2 separate regions of the Bicyclus anynana genome follow, and region 2 is linked to region 1. The links are chromatin contacts, called in public Hi-C maps. All regions are on one chromosome and are shown on one strand. Each heading gives the region's core, a stretch centred on a gene start, on an enhancer-like site or on the middle of the called end of the contact. The rest is flanking DNA. Distances are from core to core; before and after follow the strand shown.

Region 1 (7,247 bases), core at 1,559-4,058:
ATTGTCTATCTTGAATGGGGATAAAATTACTGAATTCAGTGAACTTTCTTTCAATAAGCTCTGCCATTGCAACACCATTGAAACTTTTCTGCTATGATATAACTTTTCAACATAAAAGTTGTTTTTAAATGACTGTAGTCTTCCAAAATTTCCTAATTATAACTTGTAGTAGGTAGGTACTCTTTTAATTTTAATTATTTTAAAATTTAATTAAGTACTTAATTTTAAAATAATTAAAATTCAGAAAAGTTAGTAGGCAATTTGTTAGAGTTTAGACTAACAACATTCCATTTCAAGGATTCTATAAATTAAGCTCTATGGAGATGAAGATGATTAGAATCCCTCAGAAAATTGCTACAAAGAAAATATAGTAGTTATTAAATTTATTTTCGATTAATAAGTTTTGTAATTTAACTAATAATAAAATTTATAATTATCATTAAAAAAATATCAAAATATTAATATCTCTATTCCTTGCACTTTTTGTAAATTTTGCTATTTTTTAATGACAAATTTTGATTTGTATATTTTTTTAATAAATACAAATGTAGTTTATTAGCTTCAATAAAAAAGCTTTTCTACTCCCAAATAGCCATTAAAAACATTTTTTAAAACTTCTTTGAAACTAACCTAAAAATGGAAACTAACCTAAGTGAGTCATAAAACTTTTATCAAACTATACAATATAACAAATAATAAATAGAAGCACACATAAACCTTGCATAGAGGATCGTCTAAGATATTCGCTAGAAAGATTTTCGTAATGTAATCATGCAAGAAGTTGGACATGATGAATTAAAAAGCTCATAAAAGTCAAGAATCTATATAAACAAAGTTTGTTGTGACGTATTCAGTAGCAATACCCACCTCGGATGCGTTGTGATGCCAACCACTCGCAGAATCACTAGAAAATGATCCACTTGTAATCAGCAGACCGCTGTCTTCACTCAAAGGAGGCGCTTCCGAGTGCGTGGAGATTGACGGCGGGGACTCCATCTCACCGAATTCACTTTACACGTACAAAAGTTCGTCAAGAACATAAATTGGGCCTAAATATTCTTAATTCTATGTAAAAAAACGAACAAAACTACGAATTTCCTTGTTACAACATTCAACCTAGAACACACAACTAAAGCCTACGGCACCACACCACAGACCAAAGAGTAGTTTCAAAGAGTAAATTGTTAAAGGGTACCACAGACAAAAAGCAAATAGATACAATTTTCTCTTTGGCAAATAGATATTCACTCAGTAGTGAATGCATCGCAATTCGCATGCATAGATTTACGACTCGGTACAGTATCTATTGCGTAAATCTTGGTTTAAGTCACGAAAACCATGTAAAGTCAAAGAGATATCGCCATTTTACTCAGACCAGCGGTAATTAATCTTAGGTCTTAGTATTCCAAGTTGCTTAGAAGATGCCTATTCTAAGGTCTTTCGCCTATTCACTCTTGCCTTGAAGATGCACAAATCGTAAGTGTAGAAACACCGAAGCCGGAACATTCTAAATCTTCGCTGTTCATATCAGAAACTATACTACGGATAGAATGATGTAAAGATAAAATAAAAGCTATAATATACTGTCGCATAGATAAATACAACAATAACCAGTAACGGCTCAGATCAATTACAAAAAGACCTGACTTTCTAAACGTCCCCTTTGTCAAAGATCAAAAACCCACGAACAAAGAAAAAAAACGTTAATAATTTACAAACGTACCCACAATACTTTTTAATGACCTATCCAACGATACCCCACATTATGAGATAAAAAAATAAAAGAACATACCCCCACTTTACATGTACCTAAAAGAAATAAAAGATAAAGGTTTCGCTTGGGCGCTCTGTGTGTTTCTCCGCATTGCTGTATCTGTGAAGAGCTAGTCGATAAACTCGGACACCACGGTTTTTTGTGCCTGTAGTAGCACTGGCCGTATTCTACGGCACACTAGTCTCAATGACATCATCTGTTGTGCTTTTGTCGTCGCCAGCGAGCTTGCCGTTTTAGAACCTAATGGTTCGGCGCGCGACGAGGGTAAGAGATTGGACGGCATGTCATTGATGCCATGGAAGATGGGTGGGCTTTTAATGTGGGAAGCGATTTGCGTGGACACTCGTGCACTTTCACTTCTTCCTGGCACGATGGACTGTGCAGGTATGGTGCTGCTGCATAAACAAAGACCCTCAAGCGGTGCCAATATAGCAATCTCGTTGGAGGTTATGTATTTAAGCTGTTTGCGGTCAAAACGCTAAGTCCGTGGGGTCCGAGTATTCGCTTTCTTTTTAAAGAAATCGCAAAGCGATTAATCGACGCCTCCCATGACTTATATTTTAATCTGGCCTATATTTATGTCCGAGAATCAGTATTGCCACACAACGTGACAGAACTGCCAGTCTTCGAAGCACTTAAAAAAATATTTGCCATATTTTCGTTAAGGTAAATATTCTTTTTTTTCGAATCGATTCTTCAGCCGGAACAACAAAACATCGATCAAATCGAATATTCTATGTAACGAGTTTGTTAGACTATGTAAAAATTAATTGTATGTGTATTTCTAAACATATTTATAATTGTGTGTAAGGAGATAGAATATAAATAATGGTGTTAAATATTTTCTACGCGAGTTTCCCTCGTTTCCCCCAAAATATTAGACAATTTTGTTGGTGAATTTCGATGCCATACAAATCCATTTGTATTTGATCCGAGCAGTAAGGTACCTTAGAGATAATGTGTCTGTGAAAGTAATATTTTGACATTTTTTCACTGGGGTAATATCTTAATAATCTGTGCACGAATCTGTCATTTTAGAACGTAGTGAATTGCATTGCAATTGACATTAGGACACATTTGCTAAACATCTTTCTAAAATTATATTATTTATTAATTCAAACTTCTCCAGCACCCAGAAATACAAACTCCGATAGATGAAAAAGATATAAAAAAATCTCTGATGATCTCTTTGCAGTCCAGTGTGCAAGAGTGTGAAATAAATGGAGGTCAGTGTTTAAAAATTCGTTTTTGCCGCCAAAAAGCAAAAAATTAAAATGTTTTTAATAAATTAATAAAGTATCATAAAACTATATTTATTATTTGTCACATTCTTCACATTCATGTTTTTTTTCATTAATAACTTTATTAATATACTTACTTACTTAATAACTTTAATAATATACTTATTTTATCATGCAAGTGTTATTAATTAACTTTATGACATGTATTTTTAATTTATTGGAAACGTCACGTAAATCAATAAATTAATAATTTAAAGTATTAAATTATTAAGCCTTCCAGCAGTTACGTTTATTTTTCAGAATATGGAGGTACTTAAGTATATCTAAATTACATAAACTTCAAAAATCACTTAATACTATTAGCTAATAATTAATTAAAAATAATATTCTCAGCAAAACATGCCTTTTGTACCAGTGTCGTCTATACAAATAGTCAAAGTTGATGTTTCAAAAGTGTTTTTAAAGTAATCCTACTAGAAATAAATGAATTTTGATTCTGATTTTTGATTTAAAATTTGTTTAATGTACTTAATAGATAATGCTGCTAATTAAAAATAATAAAATTAGGAATAATATTAATTAAACACTTTACAGTACTTATACAAGTTTATATCTTGGAAAGGAATTTATTTTGGTAAGCAAAAGCAGTTTAAGAAAATTGTTGCAGTTGAATGTGTGTGGTGTTTACGCAGAAGTACTTGCATGTTCTTTTTTTTGTTTGAAATAATTGTCAATTATTTCTAAGACTGAGCATCATTATCAAACCATATACGGCTTACTGCCCAGCTCGAGTCTCATCTCTGAGGGGTTAGGTCATTAGTCCACCACATCGGCCCATTGCGGATTGGCAGACTTCACACATGCACACAAGATAATTGAGAAAATTCTCTAGTATGCAGGTTTCCTCACAATGTTTTTTCATGTGATATTTAATTACTTAAAATTTACCTGATGATTAATAGTAAACCATTGATAATAAACAAAGCAACACTTCTCAGGACAAACAATAACATTTAGTTAATTCTATACAGCACTACCCCAAGTTGATCAACCAGAGTATTACTTGTTAAGCCACAAATGCCTGTAACTAGAAATTAATAAGACTAGTACTAAGACGTACTATCCTTTATGAAGTAGGTAGCAAGAGGGCAAGATTAATGGTATAATATTATATGTACCATTGCTTTATTATGAATATTATACAATAATTGTCTTATTAAATTGTAACCTACATTGGAGCAGGATAGTGTTAATAATAAACAATGATTGTCTTATTAAATTTATCTTATCCAACCCACATTGAAGCAGGATGGTGGGTCCAAGCTCCACCTGGCCAGGGCCAAGCCCATTAAAATAGTATGATGATGATGATGAGATTGTAGTGACCCCAAATTAAACTACCTATTCACTTCATTCATTGGTTATTAAAAACTGAAGTTGTTATCAAAATAAATAAATATTTTTTTTATGTAACCATTTGTATAAAAATATTTTAAAATAGCTCATGATGATATGAATGATGAATATGAATAATTATGAATTGTCAATTTATTAAGGAAGTGCGGAGAATCATTGAGGGAGGCAGCGGCTAACTTCAAGTGACTTGATTGTATCTGACATCTCATTTGTATATATCTGATAGCTACTATCTTATATACTTCATGATAATCGGAATCTATTGAAGTTTCAACATTGTTTATAGGATAGTGACGGCATACGTAATTTCTATCTTGTTTCAATTGATAACAAGATCAATGGTTCAATATATATAATATTATGTAGGTAGTTGTGTTGTGTCTTTTACTAAAATCATATTTATCATTTAGAACAAGATTGTGATGAAATCATCTATACTTATAATAAAGTGTAACAGTTTGCATTCTGTACATTGAAGATATTTTGAAAATTTTAGTTGGTAGGCATATTATGATTGATACTGAAGCTAAATATATATATTTTTTTATTTGTTTGTCTGTCTGTCTGTCCATCTTTTGGTTGACAGAGCAGCACTCTGAAACTACTGAATAAATTCATATTAGCACGATTTGAGACCATAATACGGAGGATACTTTGTGTCGCGAAAAAAATCTGAAAGGGGTGAAACGGGGGTTGAAAGTTACAATTGTGAAAATTGGTATGCGTACTACCAAAAAAATACTAAAAATAATGTTGTTCAAGATTTTTCAAAATTCTAAAAGGTTATAAGGGGGTCGTAGTTTTTTTTAATAACTTGTCATTGAATAAAAAATATTTCTTATCATTTTACCTAAAGGCATGTGCTATATGGATAGTCGGAATTATTTAAAATAGTTTGTAGTTTCAAAAAAAAACTAGTTGCAGTTCGGCTTATTTAAGTGGACTCGTCAACACCTTGAAGTTATGGGAAATACTCCCAACCATCTTGTATAGCGTTCATTTTTCAAGTTATACTTTTGTAATAATAATAATAATAATAATAATAATTTTTCTTTATTAAGGATAAAAATCCACATACAAAAGTATAATAATTTAAATATACGTCGTAAATTAAACTAAAATATTAAAATGACACGGTATGATATCTTATAATTACTGAAAAATAAAAATAAAAATAATTCGTAATAAAATTGCACGTCATCTTATAACTAATTTTACCTACTTTTTATTTGCGTCCCGGTGAACACGTCGCCAATGGTCAAATATCGGGCCAGATATGTGCTCACCGATGACCTTGAGGATGACGTTGTTTGTTTGTCTGAGTCTTTCCCAGAAAGAGGCTATGCGATTTCGTATAATCGCAAAAAAGTCGGGAACCTTCGCCTCAGCAAAATAGTATTATAAAGTAGCAAAGTAATATTAGTGGACAATTTATTAAATATAAAACATAACGAAAATATAAAGAGAAGGGAGTGAAATAGGGGTTTAAAGTTTACAACGATTTCCATGCGGGCAGAGTCGCGTGCGTCCGCTAGTCCTACTTCCTACTATCCTACTAATATTATAAAGGCGAAAGTTTGTGTGTAAGTGTGTAAATATGTTTGTTCCTCTTTTACGGTGCGGCTACTGAAGCGATTTGGCTGAAATTTGGAATGGAAATAGATTTTACTCTGGATTAACACATAGGCTACTTTTCATCCCGGAAAAATCCACGGTTCCCGCGCGATTTGTGAAAAACTGAATTCCACGCGGACGAAGTCGCGGGCGTTCGCTAGTTGGTAATAAATCTATAACGTACCTAGTTACTATAAACTACATCGTTCTATGATAGAGCATTCATCATTTTGCAGCATTGCATATTTTATGTTTTTCTGCAATAAACAAGTTGCAGTTGAGAGAATTCACACATTGCATTTCCACATACTGTGTCTTTCAATCCAAAGTTTAATAAGTAATCGGTTTTAGGTACAGATTTGATTCAAGTCTGCTAAACGTGGAATCAATTTTAGCAAGCAATTTCAGTTCGATTTTTGATATTCTTGATATTGTGTTGTGATCTAAACTAATATCCAAAAACTCTGGTACAACCTAACAAACCATGTGGTGCAAGGTTAAGCAGCATGTTTTATATTTTCGTTATTGTTTATTCTTCATATCAATACATATAATAAATAAAATTTAAAGTGTCTGACTGTAATTTCAAAATATCTGTTTTTTGTCTAGTGCAACAAAAACTTAAAAAAAAATATGTCTATTTATTCATCCAGGCTTAATCTCTGGAACAACTAAACCAATTTAAATAAAACTTTTAGTAGAAGATAGAGGAGGTTATTAAGCAACATACTGTACGCTTGTAATATAAGGAGCGTAAAGAGAACAGATAAAAATTACATTGTATTAGTTTTTGTTAAAAATTTGATTTTATTTTTCAGAAAGAAAGTATACAGCCATGGTACAAAAAAATAACAGTGGAACCTGTTATGTTCTTCTATATGATGGCATTCATGATAACAAGTGTTATAGAACAAACATTTTATGTATTCAGAACATGCACAGTGAATCATGGCTACAGTGCGGATATATGTTATAATATAAGCAAATATAGTGATATTAACAAAGAAGTTCAGGTAACCTACCTTATTAGATAATTATAATTTTAATAGTAATTTTCTTGTAACAGATCACAAAAACAATTTTTCATTTCTCGTCATTATCCGCTTCCTTCCCTATCCTATAGGGAGGGAGATCTAGCGCTGTAGTAAGCTATTAAATAGTTGATAAAGTAGTAGCCTGTAGTGTACGGGGCTAGGCCACCT
Region 2 (7,247 bases), core at 3,007-5,506, 170 kb after region 1:
ATAATGTTTTGGAGAAGGAAATTTCCATTCTAAAATTGTTATCCAATAAATTGTAAATAAAGAATGATGATTTTAAAAAGAGCAAGGAGCAAGTTGAGTCCTGCTCTTTCCAGCTGCCATTCAACTCTACAATAGTCAAATTTGACAAAAATAGTGTGCTTAATAGGCATTAAGTTACAAGCATTATTGAGTGCTTGTTAATTAATGCCTACTGGAAACAAACAAATTATGAGTTTTATGATATTACAATTTTAACGTATAATTCCTATGCTATGTTTACCTAGCATAGAAATTACATATATGTATAAATTGTAAATTCATAAAATTCAAAAATATGTTTGTTCTTTGTGCATTTTTTGTGTTTTTGTGCATGCCACTGTAAATATATGGCTGCACCAAGTAAACTACATAATATGTATGTATGTACCAAATTATTTATTTAGATTTCATTACATAAATGTTACTGAGTCCGACCCTGTAACACAGCAAATATCTATGAGAAGTGAATAATTTAAGATGAACACAGTATTATCAGTATTAATCGTAACATCAGTATACATGTGTATACAATCGCTTTGTGATATATGTATTATGTTTAATGTATATAGATAAAGATAACTTAGTGAGTTAAGTGTTAAATACATTATTATTATTGAAAAATTATTATAAATATTACATTTATTTGCAAAAAGTGAAGGACAATGGGTTTGCTACAGATATTTTCAAACGTAAGGTGAAAATTAAATATGGTTATAACATTTTTTTATATTATTCATGATTTTTACTTTTGCAAAAAAATTTAGGTCTATTACACATTTGCTGTGATATTTCATGGCTCATGAGAATAGTGTGGTTTAGGCATTTTTTTAAGTAAGACAAAATAAAAACTTGTGATTAGGCTTGATTTATTTGTATTGATGAGATTGATTTATTTTTTACAGACCCATAACTTGTGGTACAATTCAGACAATAATAATTATACTACAGATTTACCGATAAGTAAGTTTAAAATGCTTATTCTTTTAACCGACTTCAAAAGGAGGAGGTTCTCAATTTGATTAGTATGTTTTTTTTTGTATAGAGAATTAAGAAAATTCACTGCATGTGTGTAGCCAATTCACACTGGGCCAGCATGGTGGACTTTTGGCCTAACCCCTTTTATTCTAAGTCTAGCTTCTAGAGTCTAGCTTAGCATTAAACTGAATATGGGTTGATAAAGATGACATATATTAAACATTTTCTTACTTATTAAAAAGAAATATAAACTGACCTGCAACTCCTACTATGTTATAGACTAGAGTGCTAAAGCACAAAATCAATATTGTGAAACTTTCAGGAAATAATGGCAATGCCAGTTCAGACAACATAGCCAAATCATTTAGTGCATCTGCATACAAACGCCATGTTTTGCAGTAAGCGTCCAACACACCACTGTAAACAATTTAAATGTGTTTCAGCTTTCATAAATTTATTATATTAATTGATTAATTTAAATAAATATTATATTAATAAGTAATGTTATAATATCATCAAATAATAATAATAATTTTTAAAATAGTTGTATGTCTTGACAAGCAGGACTTCAAAATTATACAATAAGGATTCTGTCTTTATCCATTTGAGGTACAGCATCTAATTAAAATTACCTGTGATAGCCCAGTGGATATGACTTCTGCCTCAAATTCTGGAGGGTGTAAGGTTATACACCTCCAACTTTGCAGTTATGTGCATGTTAAGAAATTAAATATCACGTGTCTCAAACAGTGAAACAAAAACGTCGTGAGGAAATTAACTTAATTAACTGTGTGTGTGAAGTCTGCCAATATGCATTGGGCCAGCGTGGTGGACTATTTTGAAAATTGTAATTTATGTTATATGACTTACCCATAAAAAAAGGCAAACATGATCTGCCCTAAGTGTCCACATAAATCCTTGGTGATCCATGTGATCGTGGCTGCTAAGGCTGTAGCCTGTACATTACCGACACCTACTCCTTTCAAGACTGCTTGAGCGGCTATGATACCTTTAATAATTACACAGAAAAATCATTATTGGAATAAAGTTCTCTTATGTGGCTCACAGTAGACTAAAATAGCAGATATTAAAAGCATTGAACAGAGACTTAATTTTAAAGGTTGATTTAAACATTCTCTTAAATGTTTTAGGATACATCAATAAGAAATACATAACCCTTCTTGCAGTCAGGTAAAAAACTTCAAAAAAATATTTATTTAACAGAAACTGCTATGAGGTTTAGTACATGTTCTTAAAACATAAATGCCTATAGGGCTGGGTTTACAAGGCATTCTTTTTATTGTTATAATTTAAATTTATATGAGTTTATTTAATTTTTAGTAAAATCAATTAATCGTGACGTCACAATATGGACAACAGCGTGTTTGACGTTTAGAAATATTTAATAAATACATACATAATTTTTAATTTAAGTTTTCGGCCATGTCCTTCAGATGGCCTCCTACATTTCACCTTTTCTACTCTATGATTGCAAGCTACGCTCATAGGTGTATATAAAACTGAACAGTTGATCACCCAAGAACGGACCTGTGCCCACCCTAGGATTCTGGGTTAATGATATGGAATTCTTTTATGATACTAATAATAAACGTTAATAAGCACAGTGTTGGTCGACCTCCCACCCGGTGGACTGACAACATCAAGAGAGTCGCAGGGATTCGCTGGATGCAGGTGGCTCAGAATTGAGATGTTTGGAAGTCCCTACAAAAGGCCTATGTCCTATGTCTATGATCTGATATGATAATGATGATGACTAATAATAGACTAGATGTCGGGGGCCAGACCCACCCTAGGAAATAATCCTAGATATGCCAATGACTATGCTTCTCCGGTCAATTCCTACTACTAGTTTTGAATTATCTGCTTTGCTTGCTTTACAACAAGCTAAAAAAATTTGTATACAACTTACCGATAATAGTGCTACAGGCAGCCTGTAGGCAATCATAAATTTGATACTCAATATAGTCTTTACTAACTGAGTCAGGATATCCTCGTGGTAAAAATATTTTAGTAATAAAGTCTTGTATACTAAATGGCTGGTTTTCCTTAAGTACAGAAACGTTATTTTGACCTGAAAAGTTAAAATCTTAAGGTTTCTTACCCAGACTTTCGCAAAAACTCAAGGATAATTTTGAATTTTGTACTGAGTCTAACGGTAACGATTCAAAAAAGATAAAATAAATTCTAAATGCTTACCGGCAGGTTTTACTATAGTACGCCTTTTCTCAGTAGAAAATTCCTTAAATAAAGTTTCTTGCTCCATATTAACTACCAAAAATATGAAAATATAGGCAAATTCAAAACGTGTTCGCAGAAAATTTGAAGTTAAAAAAGATGATAAACCACCGGCGTTGACGTGGAATGGCGGAATCACAGATCACTTCATCATTTATTCACATCATCAGGTGGATGGAATGCAAAAAGTAAAATAATAAATGTAGAATGGAATTGGATGGATCATGGATCGATACACGATCGATGGATTACTTTTTAATGTACTCTGTGGATCACGCAGTGTTACCAACTCTCCAAAATATTTATCCCTAAAGTTTGTGTCAAAAACCCCTAAAATCGCCTTAATTATTGAGTTGTCCCCCTAAAAATATAAATTCATAATAATTTAGAAATAATATGCTGTAATATGTTTTAAAAGTCTTATTTAATACAGACAAAATATTACGTATTTATCTGAAGATTCAGATTTTTTTAAATCATACATGTTGACAATGAATAAATTTAACATTTTTTTTATTCGATGAAAATTGCCGCCAGTTGCCTCAGAGTGGTTGTAGAATAACGTATTATACATCGTTATAGGTCGCTAGGTCAAGAAAGAAATATTAAAATTATCATCAATTTAAAAATATTAAAAAGTCAAAAAATCCCTGAAAATACCCCTAAAAATTTCAGACCCCTAAAAAATCCCATTTCACTTATTTGCCCCCTAAATCTGGGGGGAAAACCCCTAAGTTGGGAACACTGGGATCACGATCATAGACAATTTTATTGAGATAGATAAGTCACACTGTAGTTTGCTATTTGTATTAACTTCAAACAAGAACCCCTTTTCAAGAGATGGCGCTGGTTTTTGCAGTAGCGCCATCTATATGTACTATTCGTAAATTTACTTCAATATTACATTGGAAATTTCAAATTATTGTCAAACTACTTTGTAAAGCCAAAAAATACATTTGGCTTTTGTAGTCGGACAATATTTTGTACAAATCGAAACAATTTGGACTAATTTATTAATATATAAAATTTATTTTTTATTCTTATGCCTTACATAATAGTTAAATGCATGCATTTTTTTGCATCACTATTATTAAAATTTAAAATTTGGCTTTATAAACTATTCTTCATTCTTTATAAACTATTCTATTCACTATAATACAAAAAATGTTTAAATATTAAAGCTAAGATTTTAATAAAAGCAGTTAACAGTTAGCAGTTTTACAACTCAATATTTAAAAATCTACTGCCAAATTAATATAATCATCTATTTTCTCCAGTAGACATCTATGATGGGGTGTCGTCTTACTATAAATATCAAACTTATTAGTTATTTCAATATTTGCGCTATAATTTTGAGAATTTACTCCGATATTTTTTAATTTAGCTGACGATTTCTGTCTTTACTTTAAACTCTATTAAATTTCAAGATTACAAATCTTATCATTCATCAATTTATCATTATCAACCCATATTCGGCTCACTGCTGAGCTCGAGTCTCCTCTGAGAATGAGAGGGTTGAGGCCAATAGTCCGCCATGCTGGCCCAATGCGAATTGGCAGACTTCACACACGCACAGAATTAAGAAAATTCTCTGCTAGGCAGGTTTCTTCACGATGTTTTCCTTCACCGTTTGTTTCTTAAAATGCACACAACTGAAAATTTGGAGGTGCATGCCCCGGACCGGATTCGAACCCACACTCTCCGAAATTAGAGGCAGAGATCATGTCCACTAAGCTATCACGGCTCTCACAAATCTCAAAATACTATTTACGAGACAGCTTGTATATATGTATGTAATACCGTTTCAAAATGTACTGACATTTTAAAAAGTTGGACATATTATATTAGTTTGTGTAATTAGAACTAGATGGCAGCACCTTTTTTACCTGTGGTCTCTATTACAATAAACACAATGTACTTAAGCTATGGTCATTGGTCTGTATCAAAGAGTACGTAGTATTATCTATTAATCTGTGATCTCTTTTGACGTTTGTGCGGTTTGTGCCTCCGTGGTCTTGTGTTTATTGTGGGATTGTTGTGAGATTTAATTTTATTGTTTTCCATTTTCCTGTTTAAATATTATATGGGTGTTTACTGTTTAGATTGCAAATTATTGTCTATAAAATAGTAGATAACTGAACAAAATTTTACAACAAAAATGTTAGATAAATTAAAATGGCTGTCAAACTAGATAGATCCAATTCGGGTGTAAATCTCGGCGTCAAAATAGCAGGAGACTTGGGGGACGTTACTGTAACCGACGTGAATAGTGATAGTGACGACAATATTTCGGATAAACAAAAAGTCTCAAAGATCCTTAGCAATGTTAACGCCATATCGCCTATACCTTCCGATTTGATACACAATACTGTGCCATCGTTTGGTAGAGTCGCTATATCAAACTCTGAGAATGTTCAATTTGGCAACAACACATATTTCAATGGACCCGTGACTATAAAACAGATCAAAACAGGTGTAGACAATTGTTCGTACATTAGGACTGATGATGAGAATACAGCCGCCCATTCTACTAATGGGAAAAAGCAGGAGAATTGTAAGTTAATTGATATTTTATCATAATCATCATTATCAGCCGATGGACGTCCACTGCTGGATGTAGGCCTCTTGCATGGATTTCCAACTGTCTTGAGCATCCAGCACCTCCCTGCGACCCGCTTGATGACTTCGGTCCACCTAGTGGGGGTTACTTTATCAGCCCACAGACATCCACTGCTGGACATAGGCCTCTTGCATGGACCTCCAAGAAATTACCAACCTGCATGCTCAGTGTGGTTATTTTATGGGCAATAGCCTATGCATAGTCCCCACTATGCATAGGCTATTGCTATTGTTAATATATTAATATTTTATATTATCTACAACCAGTATGGAAGGGGACATTTAGTATGTTGCTATCAGAATAATCCAGTCGGTAGATGACCTATCATTGACTAACAAAGGTACATTGAAAACAACACTCTTTTGTCCCACTGCAACTAAAAAAGCACTAATTTAAAAAATTCAACCGCTATTGGTCGACAATATGTCATTTTGTCTTCACAACATATATTGGGGTTTACGTCTTAGGAAGAAAAACTCTAAGTAATTCAGGAATGTTAATCCTATCTAAATTTTCATTTTTGAATCATAATAAGATAAATATTTAAATGAAGTGGTTGTGTACTCATGAGTTATCAATGTGTTTTGTTGATTTGTGATTTTTAGAGCACTGTTTCTCTTTGTTTTGTCCAAACAAACAAAGCGAATAGTACTTGTAGAGCTCACTGTGCCGTGGGAGACTAACATTCCGAAGGACCACAGTTTAAAAGTGAATAAATATTATGACTTAACAGATGAACTAACTAAAATTGGCTATGTAGTTAGTCTGTACGCCATAGAAGTAGGTGCGAGAGGATTACCAGCAAAATCTATCTATAACTTGCCTTGCTTCTAGAGAGGCCAAGGTCTTTAAACCTTGGCCTCTCTAGAAGTGCAGCTAATTCCAAGCTAGAACGAGTATCCAAAGCTGCTCTAATTTACCAAATTTGGATAGGTAGGGAGAACAACACGAGCAGAGAAGGGGAGTGTTGATCGATCATCAAGGAATACCTTAACCCTACATCTGCTGAACTAATTGGAGAGTCTGTAATTTTTAGCAAAATCTCAGAATTTGACATTAATGACCAAATCAACTATTTATTATTTAGTATTAAGTATCAGGTATGTTATGTGCCTACAAAAGCAATGCAAAAAGTTGGACACATGCACTTGCACAACAAATTTGTGTTTACTTACATTATATGTTTATGTAGTTTTTACAATTCTCTTTCTTGACATTTGTATGGTTTAATATTATTAGTATTCTATTTGTCTAAGATATCATTAATTAATATAATAAAAAATTAGTGTTTCTCACCTTGCCTTTTATGGAAAACCATGTCAAGTAGATTTGGCAGGTTTCTTTTATAAGGTTATTT

What was found. Hi-C and Micro-C count contacts between places; a contact is called where the count stands out from the background.
Region 2: a Hi-C map of whole body shows a contact between it and region 1, with 1.9 times the contacts expected there. The contact joins the promoter of LOC112053530 here to the promoter of LOC112053535 in region 1. A contact is called at or near these places in 2 of 2 Hi-C or Micro-C datasets (whole body and whole larva).

Annotation. Positions count from the first base shown.
Region 1 is chrZ:17,090,499-17,097,745 of ilBicAnyn1.1, forward strand. LOC112053535 (proton-coupled folate transporter) reads left to right here and starts at 2,809. Exons shown (of 8, transcript XM_052890928.1): 1 at 2,809-3,000; 2 at 6,864-7,058. The coding sequence starts at 2,995. LOC112053529 reads right to left here and starts at 1,144. Exons shown (of 5, transcript XM_052890622.1): 1 at 868-1,144. The coding sequence starts at 996.
Region 2 is chrZ:17,258,672-17,265,918 of ilBicAnyn1.1, forward strand. It overlaps LOC112053530 (RUS family member 1), which reads right to left and starts at 4,257. Exons shown (of 9, transcript XM_052890837.1): 1 at 3,232-4,257; 2 at 2,945-3,106; 3 at 1,885-2,023; 4 at 1,271-1,431. The coding sequence starts at 3,298. It overlaps LOC112053531 (peptidoglycan-recognition protein LE-like), which reads left to right and starts at 4,805. Exons shown (of 5, transcript XM_024092977.2): 1 at 4,805-5,824. The coding sequence starts at 5,446.